Linked DNA regions of Mus musculus: region 2 is linked to region 1. The links are chromatin contacts, called in public ChIA-PET maps. All regions are on one chromosome and are shown on one strand. The core of a region is the stretch at or near the end of the contact, and the rest is flanking DNA. Distances in the headings are between cores, read along the strand shown. Region 1 overlaps Arid1b (AT rich interactive domain 1B (SWI-like)). Region 2 overlaps Snx9 (sorting nexin 9).

Region 1 (6,713 bases), core at 2,203-4,702:
GGTTAATTCCAAAGTTCATACGACCAAAGTTATAAACTCTTTTACCAAGTTGACTTTTAATTCAAGACTCAGTGCTGTGGTAAAAAGGCCTGTATGTTGCCAGCACATCTGGAGATGGTTATTGGTCGCGGAAGAGCAGAAAATCACTCAGGAGGAGTTCAAAACTCGGGAGTATTTTTGTCACACATGCCCCACACACACACACACACACACAAGGAGCATGCAGTGAGAAACACCCGCTTTTCACGTGGCATGTTTCATGCCCATGCTACGCGCCCCTCTGAATTTGCAATGGCTATATACTTCATGTTAAGAATGTTCACCTGGGACCAGGGAAATGGCTTAGTTAGTGAAGTGCTTGCTGGGTAAACATAAGGACCATTGTGTTTGCTGACCCTGAATTCAGGGTCCATATTCCCAATTAAAAAGCAAGGCACCGTGGAGACAGGAGGATCTGTGGGGCTTGCTGGATAGCTAGACCATTGGTCAGCTTCAGGGTGAGTAAGACATACTGTCTCAATAAATAAACAGTAATGGAGGAAGACACATGAGGTGACCGTAGGCCTCTCTGTGCGGTTGCATCTGCACATACACTGCACACAAACAGGTATGCACACGTCTCCCCCCCCCCTCTCTCTCTCACACACACACACACACACACACACACACACATATATTCATGCACGCACACACGCACGCACGCACACACAGTTTTCACGTCAAAACCTTTAAGACTAGCTGTTACTTTATGTGCTGATTCTTACATTTTATTTATTCTTTTACAGTTTTATCCATTATATATTTGATCATAATCGCCCTCATTAACTTGCCTTATCCCTCTCCCGCCAAATCCCCCTTTCTTCCCAAAGCAAGATGCCCATCCTACTTTTATGTCTCTTATTTTGAGGAAATATAAGTGTTACAACGTTTTTAATGGTATGCTTAAGACTGAATTCTGCCTGTGTAAAGTGTCAGCTTAGCTCATTATCCCAGAGATGTCCCCTTAAAACGAGAATTGCCCACAATGCAATCATTGCTTGAGTAGAGCTGCAAATGAGTCGGGGGCAAGTTGTTCCCAGAGGAGCTCTTGGCTATCTGCATGGCGTGGAGTCTGACCCACATTTTTCTGTGTAGTTCCCTTGGCTTTGGGGTATGTCCCTGTCATCCATTGGAGTCTGTGACTTTTCGCATCCATGATGAGTATTTTCTCCGGCCAACCTCACACATCAGTTGGCGGAGCGATGTATATATTGTCCTGTAGGATAAAGAGGTAAAGTTTTGAATGCGAAAGCTGAAAGGAGGGTGGTTTTCAGACCTCAGGTCTGAGGATTTGCTCTGTCTTTCTGACATCCTTCATGTCTCATATTGAGACCGGAACTCTAAGCTTTTAAAAACTCAATTGCCATCTAGACAAATGAGCAGGGGGAGCCTGGGCAGGCTGCTTGCGATTCGGCTTTGTGCTGAGAACCTGGGAAGTCGTGGGAATCTAAGTCACTGAGCATTCTTACTTTGTGTGCCAATTATTAGCTCAACTTAGATATCAACTTCAAGGTACATTTGCATCAATGCTTGAAGTTACAGTACCAAAATAAGCTGGGAAGGTGTGAAGTGACTTTATTGTACTTTTCAAGTAGGCTAAGAAGCTAATGAGGAGGCTGGGTCTTTGACCCCCTGAGGTGATGCTTGGTAGTCAGGCTGAGAATTCATTCATAAAGTGTAACAGCTGGGTCAGTAGTTTCAGGAGAGCTTTTGTGGTAAATATTTAGAACTGTTTGCATGTGCTGGGTTATGTTGTGTGGTGTTAATACGTTCGTTTTCATTTGCTCTTGAACATTGGAATCCATCTTGTCTCTGTCCCGTGCTTAGCATAAGAGTCGGTGTCCTTAAAGTTAGGGTCTAGTTGAAGGTATGCGTGTGGTGTCTGTGTATGCATGGGTCTGCGTCTGTGTGTGTGTGTGTGTATGTGTGTTGAATTGTTTGAGAGTGTGTTTCTTAGTGTGTGTTGTGAGTTGTCTGAGTGTGTAGGGTGCGTGTTTCTCTGTGTATTTCTTTGTTTCTGTGTGTATATGGGGTGCATGTGTTTGTATCTCTGTTTGTGTGTGTTGAATTGTTTGAGTGTGCGCGTGTGTGTGTTTCTCTGTGTTTCTTTGTTTCCGTCGGGGGTTGCGGGAGGATGGAAGGCAGGAAGGTCTTCGTGCAGCTGAAGATCACTGAGAGTTCTGAAGAGTTGTGATCCGGTGTTTTAACCCGTGCCTTGCGCCCCTGGGAAGTCACAGTGAGACATCATTAGCTGTGTCCTATTAAAACCCTGAAATGAGGCCTGTGCCTGTTGCATTGATTGAAATATCTTCTCTGTTCCTAACTCTGTTTATCCCGTGTCCTCATGTGGCGTGCTTAAGCAAGGGATGCCCGAATGTGTGCCGTGTGGGGCAGCTCACCATCAGGGCTGATCTCTCCTCCAGCAGCTAATTGTATCGAGAGCTGTGGCTGGGAGTATTTGCAAGTTCATTTGCTTTTTGAAAACCCACTTATTTAATTAAGCAAGGGAGTACAATATGCTAGCTTATTCCCAGTTCTCTAAATCAGTATCGTGTCCCAGTGTTGACTGAACTTATCCTGGGCTGACATGTGCTGAATTGAACACCATACCACAGAGCCAAAGAAATTCTGATGTAGTGACTCATAAATTTTAAAGTGAGTATTCTCAGGGAGGTTCCTGCAATGCATAGACTTGAGAAAGCTTCTACTTAGTGTTTGTGTGTAACGTTTTACAGTGACTCCTGGACACTGTCTTCATATAGTTTGCCATGTGCTCTCCTTCTCTATTACTGCAACCACATAAGAAATCAGGCTTATTGTTGAGTTGTAATAATTCAGAGAAAAGTCAGATGAAGTTCCTGTTGCTGTTTGTGGTATTTCATCCACTGACCAGTCACTTGAGTTAGACTGAGATTTGTCCTTGGGACAGTGAGGGGTGTGAGGTTGCAGTGGTAAAGTGTGCAGAGACCTTGCCTTGAAATGACTTTAAAAATTAAAAAGAGAATACTGCAGGTTGTCATGATGTTTGATACAGGGACTTTTAAAACTAAATGGACCCTTGTTGATAACAGTGAGCTCACATCAGCTGTGTTGTGTTGATAAATATTCAGTATTCTGGGTGGCATTAAACAGAGAAAACCCAATGCAATAGCAGAACCTCAGCATATCAGGTTATGAAGCAGGAACTTTGCCCTTCTGTCCACTGGGAAAGAGAGGCCATAATGGGTGCTGTGAGGCAAGGCCTACAGCCTCCACAGAGCCCTCGCTGCCAGCCCTCCAGCAAGATGAATAGAAGCAGTGTAGCTTGAAGGTGCCTCCCTGGGAGGAGATGCAGGACAGCTTTGCCTGTGCATGCAGGCCTCTCAGATCTGACTTTGGTACTTACCGAAGAGGGAGCTGGTGCCCTGCTGACTAACTGTCCTCTGGGGAGTGTCACCAAGGCTGACTGCTTAGAGCGCTACCGAACTTCCTTTATTAGTATGCTTTAAGATAGCTCTACATACAGAGACCACAAGGATCTGCAGGGCAGGAGCGTTTCTGTGTCATTTACATATAAAAGTTCCAAGAGGGTATAGCAGTAATATAAAAATTATATCTTTTTATTGCTCTTCTGTTGCACCAAGGTCTAGTCAGCGCCGAGCTTCTGATGACGTGTGAGCACGAGGGCGCTGCCATTGTTATATTTCCCTCTTGATGCTTCCTCTGTCAGCCTGTTGAATAACAGAAGTGGTTTTGATGCCTCTGCAGCGTGCGCGAACGGGGCTCGCTAACACCCCCTCTTGTCGCTTTCTTCAGCAAGGAGGTGGAGTTTTAAGGGAGGATGGGGAAGAAATTTGTAGGTCATGCAGAGAATTACAGAAATTTATGAGTAACATTCCAGTTTTTATGAAGGAAGATTTGCATAAAATTATTTAACTACAATTGAAAGCTGCATTTACATTGTATCTGTTTAACTCTGTTTGGTCTGCAGTAGAAAATGTCTACCTAGCGATTTGCCAAATTATCTTCTCTGTAAAGGTGTGGGATAAGTGTTTCCTCTCAAGGAGCCTTAACGTGGATGGAGTGTGCCTCACTGGCTGGTATTGGCAAAGCACCTGCTCAAAGGTTCATGATACAGGGCTTGCTTGTGAACTCGGGGTCACGGGCTCTGTCACAGGCACCCGAATCTTATATGTCATCTCGTCCCAGAAGAGTTTTTCTTTTGTAGCTTTTGCTTTTTTAAGAGAAAACTTGTGCAATTGTTTAGCTGTTGTTTTGATTTGGTTTCTTTTTCTTCTTATCAAAGCTAGTTAGTGAGACAAACTGCACCCTCACTTTGGGCTAATTAGCCAGTCACATCAAATTGTAAAGTTGAGCTTGGTCCAGTGGAATGAGATACCATCACTACTCCACTAGTGGTTTAAGAAAACAACAAAAGCCATTTTGGCAAGTGACCTTGCTAGCCCACTAGCTTTTAGGATATCCTTTTGGCAAAAAGAACTGTTTTACAAAGCTACTTTAATTTCCTGTGTTTTGTTCAGTGCTGAGATTATCCATTCGCAGCGAACCCTCCATCTCAGTCAGTCTTTCAGGAGGTTTTGGTACTGTTGCTGGTAAGATGTGCAGGAACGAATGCAGGCCGTAAGGTCTTCTTGTGGGTCACCTGAGACCTGTCTAGCGCCAGCACCTAAGCCTTTGCATCAGGAGTCAGACAGTAAACATCCTCAGCCACGTGGTCTGGCCCAGTTGCTCAGTCCCTGCCTCAGCTGTCACAGGAGGAACCAGGGGTTGCTGTGTCTTGCTATAGGGAAATACAGGGAGGCCACCATTTGAATTCCATGTTTCTAGTCTGTTAACAAATACTGATTTGGGTTGTTGTTGGCTTTGTATTTTGTTTTGTTTCAAGTACTTAACCATGTGAGCTTATGGGCTGAGCATAGTTAGAACTTACCTGCAACCCATAGGTCATGGTTGCAGTCATTTTGCAAGTTCTTGAGTTGGTTACATGGACTAGGAAGGACATACCTGGGAGGCAACCACAGCAAAGATTAGCCCAAGATGCCTGCTCCTTTCCCGCAGATCCACGCCCGCTCAGTTGTCGAGTAGGTACAGCGAGAAGTGAGCTGGAGGACGTGTCAGCCTAAGTTTTGTTCCTAGAACTGCACTAATTGTGTGGGTGGCTCGTTTCTGAGTTGTGTGTAGCATATTACTGGATTAATAACCTTCCTTTATTCCTACCTGGCTTTGTAAAAGCGAAATCTAATTTATAAGATCTGAGGGGGACCATCACTGTGTCAGTGTGTAATCAAGTTTAAATAGAAAGTTCTACCTACTGTGTGTGTGTGTATGCAAAATCAGGTATGCCAGTTGCCTACAGCAAAAATGTTTGTTTTATCTCTGAATTCTGAAAATTCTGATTCAATTTACCTCATCTATTTGAGAGTTGATAATACCATTCCCAGAGGTTAGATATTTTCAGTCATCATGTTATTTTTCATAAGCAGAAATTTGACTTTAAAGATTGCTCTTTATTTACTTAAACCAATGGCATTCTTGTCTTGAAATGTTTTATATAAATGTCCTGGTTTTATGGGCCTGATGAGCTATAATTTATACTTTTATCTTTGATAACATTCTCCTAGAAAGAAAGCTCCTACTATAATCACTGTCCAGGGACCAGGGTCTAGTCCACAACTCACTGTCCGGAGCCTAGGGTCTAGTCCACAACTCACTGTCCGGGGACCAGGGTCTAGTCCACAACTCACTGTCCGGAGCCTAGGGTCTAGTCCACAACTCACTGTCCCGGGACTAGGGTCTAGTCTACAACTCACTGTCCGGGGACTAGGGTCTAGTCCACAACTCACTGTCCGGGGACTAGGGTCTAGTCCACAACTCACTGTCCGGGGACCAGGGTCTAGTCCACAACTCACTGTCTGGAGCCTAGGGTCTAGTCCACAACTTACTGTCCGGGGCCTAGGGTCTAGTATACAACTCACTGTCCGGGACCTAGCGTCTAGTATACAATTCACTGTCCGGGGACTAGGGTCTAGTCCACAACTCACTGTCCCGGGACTAGGGTCTAGTCTACAACTCACTGTCCGGGGACTAGGGTCTAGTCCACAACTCACTGTCCAGGGACTAGGGTCTAGTCCACAACTCACTGTCCGGGGACCAGGGTCTAGTCCACAACTCACTGTCCCGGGACCAGGGTCTAGTCCACAACTCACTGTCTGGAGCCTAGGGTCTAGTCCACAACTTACTGTCCGGGGCCTAGGGTCTAGTATACAACTCACTGTCCGGGACCTAGCGTCTAGTATACAACTCACTGTCCGGGGACTAGGGTCTAGTCCACAACTCACTGTCCGGGGACTAGGGTCTAGTCCACAACTCACTGTCCGGGGACTATGGTCTATTCTTGCATTTGTCAGCTGTCTACTTTCTGGGCTTTCTCCTGAGCCCCAAGTATCCTCCTGACTGTGTCTTGAAAGCTCTGACTTGAGAAGAGGTTATAGAAAACGAGGCTACACATGGCAGAGCTGCATGCGTTCAGAGCAGCATGGCCTGGGGTTTTACATGTTGGCTTAGGCTCTTCCTCTGCCTTTACCTTCCAGCCTTACTGAGCTGACCACCTAGGAGAACTGTCACACCAGCAGCCTGTCTCTCATTTCTGGGCATCCAGGCCTGTAAGCACAGCC
Region 2 (6,457 bases), core at 618-3,117, 650 kb after region 1:
AGGAAGTAGTCAGCAGACACTGGAGCTGAGGCCGTGTGTATAGGAAGTAGTCAGTAGACACTGGAGCTGAGGCCGTGTGTATAGGAAGTAGTCAGTAGACACTGGAGCTGAAGCCGTGTGTATAGGAAGTAGTCAGCAGACACTGGAGCTGAGGCCGTGTGTATAGGAAGTAGACAGCAGACACTGGAGCTGAGGCCGTGTGTATAGGAAGTAGACAGTTACACTGGACCTGAGGCCGTGTGTATAGGAAGTAGACAGTTACACTGGAGCTGAGGCCGTGTGTATAGGAAGTAGACAGTTACACTGGAGCTGAGGCCGTGTGTATAGGAAGTAGGCAGTAGACACTGGAGCTGAGGCCGTGTGTATAGGAAGTAGGCAGTAGACACTGGAGCTGAGGCCGTGTGTATAGGAAGTAGTCAGCAGACACTGGAGCTGAGGCCGTGTGTATAGGAAGTAGACAGTTACACTGGACCTGAGGCCGTGTGTATAGGAAGTAGACAGTTACACTAGAGCTGAGGCTGTGTGTATAGGAAGTAGACAGTTACACAGGAGCTGAGGCCGTGTGTATAGGAAGTAGACAGTTACACTGGAGCTGAGGCCGTGTGTATAGGAAGTAGGCAGTAGACACTGGAGCTGAGGCCGTGTGTATAGGAAGTAGACAGTTACACTGGAGCTGAGGCCGTGTGTATAGGAAGTAGACAGTTACACTGGAGCTGAGGCCGTGTGTATAGGAAGTAGACAGTTACACTGGAGCTGAGGCCGTGTGTATAGGAAGTAGACAGTTACACTGGAGCTGAGGCCGTGTGTATAGGAAGTAGGCAGTAGACACTGGAGCTGAGGCCGTGTGTATAGGAAGTAGTCAGCAGACACTGGAGCTGAGGCCGTGTGTATAGGAAGTAGACAGTTACACTGGACCTGAGGCCGTGTGTATAGGAAGTAGACAGTTACACTAGAGCTGAGGCTGTGTGTATAGGAAGTAGACAGTTACACAGGAGCTGAGGCCGTGTGTATAGGAAGTAGACAGTTACACTGGAGCTGAGGCCGTGTGTATAGGAAGTAGGCAGTAGACACTGGAGCTGAGGCCGTGTGTATAGGAAGTAGACAGTTACACTGGAGCTGAGGCCGTGTGTATAGGAAGTAGACAGTTACACTGGAGCTGAGGCCGTGTGTATAGGAAGTAGACAGTTACACTGGAGCTGAGGCCGTGTGTATAGGAAGTAGACAGTTACACTGGAGCTGAGGCCGTGTGTATAGGAAGTAGGCAGCAGACACTGGAGCTGAGGCCAGTATCTATTTGTGAGTCTGCATCCATTTGTGCTGCCACAACAGAATGCAGAGGGCAGGCAGCTTACAGAGACTGGAATTTATTTCACCAGCATTACAGATACAGGGAAGTCAAATTCAAGACTCTATTAGCCCTCCTTCTGTGCATCAGGTGGAGGGGAGGATGCCGGTCCTCACGTGGCAGAAAAGCTAGAGAGTAAGCCCTCTCTAAGAAGTCTGGTTTGTAGCAATGCATTCTGAGTGTAGTAGCAGCTCCGTTAGGTTCCTGCTCAGAACACCGGACCCGGGGTGATGGCTGAACATGAGCTTTGAAGGGCACACACTCTCCAACCATCGTGTTGTGGCTGTTCACCAATGTCTAGAGTGCGAAGCAGTTTCCACCCATCGCTTTGCGTGTCACTGTCTCGCATTCCACTTCACAGAATTACACATAGTCACCAGGGCCTTCAGGATTCAGTACCTGGGGAGCAACTGAATTTAGCTGAACTGAAAAATGCAACAGGCATCTCAAGGAGCAACAACAAAGCAGCAGGTTGCTCCCCAGCCTGGAGCTGGGCCAGCAGGCCGGGCTCTGCTCCAGAGGAAGCTCACTTCCTTCCGCAGGCCGCCCTCCCATTTATCTCCCCCTGCCCTCGCCGCAGAGGGCTGAGGTTGATGTGACATGCCTCCAAAAAACATCCCACAATGTGACAAGCAGAATTCTATCGACTGTGCAGCTGTGTGAGGACAGTACCTCCACGTGGTTTCTTTGTCCGTTGTCCTGGGCTGTGTAGACTGGCAGTGTTTGTCCCCTTGCCTGTCCCTCAGCCTCAGCCCCTTCCTTGCTGCCAGGAGACAGCGGATGGGGTTTCTTGACTGACAGACTACACTGCCATTTGTTTCTTTCCAGGATTTTTTTAAGGAAAAATTTCAAATGTGGGCAAAAGTCAAAAAAATTTTCCACTGAACATTATGAAGCACCCGTTAAAGCGTGTCGGAGCTTTAAGTACCTGGCCCATGGCTTGTTCACAGATAGTTTCTATTACTTTTGTATGTATTTCAAGGTAGTGGGGCCCCTCTCATCTTCTCACTACGTGTGAGTCTTCCATCTCTGTTAAAATAGTTGGAATTGAAGCAGCTCTGAGAGGAAGACAGTGGTGAGTTCAGGCTGGTCCTTCTCTGCTGGCTGCTGGCTACTGGCTGCTGGCTACTGGCTGCTGCCTGCTGCCTGCTGCCTGCTGCCTGCTGCCTGCTGCCTGCTGCCTGCTGCCTGCTGCCTGCTGCCTGCTGCCTGCTGCCTGCTGCCTGCTGCCTGCTGCCTGCTGCCTGCTGCCTGCTGCCTGCTGCCTGCAGGGCGTTTACTGAGGATAGGTTTAGTGAGTGCAGCTGCACTGTCCTCTGTCACAGCCACATGCCCCACAAGTAGGTGATCCACTTTGAAAGTTCGAAAATCAGAGCTATTTGGGAGAACTGGCTAGTATACATAGTCCTGTTGTAGCTCTTGGTCCGGCGGAAAGTGTGGAAGAGTGTCCGTGTCTGCTGTGTGAGGCTAGAAGTCATCCTAGGGGCTAGCTCCTGGGCTGAAGAGTGATCCCAAGAGTTTCTGTCGTGTGTAAGGCTGGCATAGCATGCCTGCCTGTGTGCAATGCCTCCATTCCTGAGTGGACCCATTACCAGTGCCTGCATCTGCTTCTGACCACATGGAAGGGGAGGGCTTTTGCTTTAATGAAGCAGGTGTGTTTGGAATTGTATTTTAGGACCAACCTCTCTAAATGCAATATGTGCAGGGGCTCTAGTCATTGGGTTCTGAAGGAGCTAGGTGTCCTGAACTGTCTCTCCTTTTCTCCTGGTCAGCCACAGGCACTGTCAGGTTCACACAGTTGCACTTACAGGCAAGCTAAGATGTTGAGATCTGTTTTGGACTTAACATTTGTAACGTCCTCTTTTCCTGCCCACTTCCTGCAGGCTCGGGTCATGTACGACTTTGCTGCTGAGCCTGGAAACAATGAGCTGACCGTTACTGAAGGAGAAATCATCACAGTTACAAACCCGGTAAGAGCGGGCGAGCGTACAGTGCTGTGGATGTGCGTTCATGTGGTGCCTTTCTTCTACATGCTCAGCAGCTCACATCGGTGTTTCAGCTGGTGCTTATGAAATGCTGATGCTACAAGAAGCTGTCACATGCACACCTAGAGAAGTTCAGCCCCTGCATGTGGCTGAGTGTGTGACTAAATTTATTGCGCCTCTTTTTTGCTGGTGTTCCCTAACATTTGTAGCCTGCCAAGCATCTGTTGTGGTTCTGAAATCAACTCCCAGTGGTTTGTCCCTACGCTACAGGGCTGAGTCTCTGTAATACATAGGCAGTCATGCCGACGGTCCTAAACAGCTTAGTTTCTGATTGCTCTCTCTGTTCTTAGCCTGACCCTGTAGTAGGATTACCAGAAAGCAGTGTGTGTTAGCTTAGCTCCCAGCAGGGCCACAACACCGTGTTCATAAACCCTCTTTGAACTTGTGTGTGCACATAGAGGCGTTCATCTTCATACATGCACGAGCAGCTCTGACTACACCGCTCTTCCCTTCCCTTCCTTTCCCATAAGCATTTGTGTGGTCTCTGGGTTCAGACTCCCTCTGGTGGAAATTTAGCACATTTCTTTTTATAGAATACAATTTTTATAGCCCATTGAGTTTCTTCTGTGATCTTTGTTGCTCAGAAGTAAACAATACCATTATTAAATCATCCAGGCCACGCACGCTCTGTTATCTCTGTGGTAGTCACCACACTGTCCAATTCTCTTTATATGCAACTTAATTGTAAGCATTCTTAAGTCTTTAGCAGGACTGTGAGATGAAAGCTGTTTGAAATAAAAGTTCTGAGGAAAATTATCTCAATTACTCTTATTTTCTTCAGAAGGGAGAAGAGCAGATAGGAGGGAGAATTAGTCTCTGTAATGAGCAAACCTTTCAGCCACTGCTTCTGTCTTCACCTGCTTCCCAGGACGCCACTGAGAGAGTGCAGGCCCACAGCCTTCTGCCTGTGCCCCTGGGCACGTCCTCCCCAACCTTGTCACAGACTCTAGGCTCCACACCAGCTGCTATGTCCTCCTAGTTCCCCCCACAGCCCCTAGGTTCCACACCAGCTGCTATGTCCTCCTAGTTCCCCCCACAGCCCCTAGGCTCCACACCAGCTATGTCCTCCTAGTTCCCCCCACAGCCCCTAGGTTCCACACCAGCTGCTATGTCCTCCTAGTTCCCCCCACAGCCCCTAGGTTCCACACCAGCTGCTATGTCCTCCTAGTTCTCCCCACAGCCCCTAGGCTCCACACCAGCTGCTATGTCCTCCTAGTTCCCCCCACAGCCCCTAGGTTCCACACCAGCTGCTATGTCCTCCTAGTTCCCCCCACAGCCCCTAGGCTCCACACCAGCTGCTATGTCCTCCTAGTTCCCCCCACAGCCCCTAGGCTCCACACCAGCTGCTATGTCCTCCTAGTTCCCCCCACAGCCCCTAGGCTCCACACCAGCTGCTATGTCCTCCTAGTTCCCCCCACAGCCCCTAGGCTCCACACCAGCTGCTATGTCCTCCTAGTTCCCCCCACAGCCCCTAGGCTCCACACCAGCAGCTGTGTCTCTTGCCCTAAGGCTCCTTGTCTGAGGTTTGTTCCCCAGTGTTCTTCCTGAATACCCCATCACAGTGCAGTGGCTGTATCTGAGGCAGGAAGCTGTGCTTGGTTACCAGGGCTTCTCTGATTGCCTCTCTCCAGCTACTTTGAGCCCCTCTTTTGGTTTATGATAATGATTATTCTCATAGCTTTGCTTTTTGGCCCTATATGCTAAACCTATAGTATTTGCAGCCTGACCAGGCTGCTCAAGCTCTCATGGGCTACCTGGGCTGTGTCTCAGTGCCAGTGGAGGTCATGGAGAACGTCAGATGTCCTGGATGATTGAGAACCGCCCATGTGCTTGGTCCCTAAGAGCAGTGCGTGCTTTTAACCACTGAGCCAGCTCTCCAGCCCTTAGTTTTGTATTTCTAACAAGTAGAAATAGGTTTAGTTTTTAGACAGAATGACAATACATTCCAGCCATTTCGTAAAATTAGTAATTTCCTAATATTATCAAATGTCCTGTCTTAGTTGCTGACTCACATGTTTTTAATTTGAAAACCCCCTAGAATATTGTCCTGACACAGTATTGACTACACTCAACCTTGTAACAAATTATCACACATGACCACAGTTCCCATGGACACCCTTTTTATTAATTATATTTCCTAGTATTTTTCTCTGGAATTATTTCATATTTCCTAGTTTGATTCTCTGGGATAACTTGTTATAGAAAATACACTCAACAATGGGAAGACAGGTCCTTTGGGAAAGCACTTGTTTTATAAGAATAGGAACCTAGGTTCAATCCCGGAAACATAGGACAAAGCCTCTTGGTGGCTGTCACGGGCATGGGTGGAGCCGGGTAGGTTCCCAGGCCTCTCTGACTAGCCAGCCTGCCCCATTTGGTGAGCTCCAGCCAGAGAGAGTTTCCAAACAGAAAGTGGGGCCCATGAGATGACTCAGTGGATAAAGGTACAGGCACCAATGCCACCAAGCCAGTGGCCTTGGCTGATGACCGCAGCATACATGTGGAGAAGGAGAGAACCTACCTCCTGAGTTGTCCTCTGGCCTCCACACAGGCCATGGCACTCATGTGCACACACATGCACATGCACACAATAAAGGAGTACATACATTTTTTAAAAGGTGCACAGCGCCCAAGGAAGAGCACCCGATGTTGCCCTCAGGTCTCCACCTGTGTAGATGCACATGCCTGCACAAAGGAAATAAACATTAATCACTTCTTGGAGCTCAGTGTGTCTTGTTAGAATAGATTATTTTCTCTTCTAAACAAGATTTTAAAATGTAAAATTTTGAACAGTATTAGCTCTATGTATAAAAAGCTTCATGTTTTTCATGTAAAAATTAGAAATTTGTAACAGTTCTCAATACAGAATTTCTAAGCAAGTCCTAACATAGCACTTATCTTCATCTTTTCTGTTAGAATGTTGGTGGAGGATGGCTGGAAGGAAAGAACAACAAAGGAGAGCAGGGGCTTGTTCCTACTGACTACGTGGAAGTAAGCACTACCCACGACCAGCTACGCTCATCTTCGCTGCACATCTCTCTATCAGTTGTTGCGTTAAAAGGTTGCT

What was found. ChIA-PET counts read pairs in DNA pulled down with a chosen protein or histone mark.
Region 2: a contact with region 1 is called in an RNA polymerase II ChIA-PET map of memory CD8 T cells, with 6 read pairs. The contact joins two enhancer-like sites. A contact is called at or near these places in 2 of 115 datasets of contacts at active chromatin or transcription factors (memory CD8 T cells and microglia).

Annotation. Positions count from the first base shown.
Region 1 is chr17:5,235,314-5,242,026 of GRCm38.p6, forward strand. All of the region lies in intron 4 of Arid1b (AT rich interactive domain 1B (SWI-like)), which reads left to right. Among named protein-coding and RNA genes, the nearest start is that of Gm34854, 14 kb to the left of the region's middle. Within about 2 kb of position 3,453, at least 164 of the 459 cell types and tissues checked have an H3K27ac peak or open chromatin away from gene starts, as enhancers often do. A contact at or near this core is called in memory CD8 T cells and microglia, where this site is marked.
Region 2 is chr17:5,883,769-5,890,225 of GRCm38.p6, forward strand. Snx9 (sorting nexin 9) reads left to right here. Exons shown (of 18, transcript NM_025664.6): 2 at 3,229-3,315; 3 at 6,307-6,381. Among named protein-coding and RNA genes, the nearest start is that of Gm35474, 39 kb to the left of the region's middle. Within about 2 kb of position 1,868, at least 98 of the 459 cell types and tissues checked have an H3K27ac peak or open chromatin away from gene starts, as enhancers often do. A contact at or near this core is called in memory CD8 T cells and microglia, where this site is marked.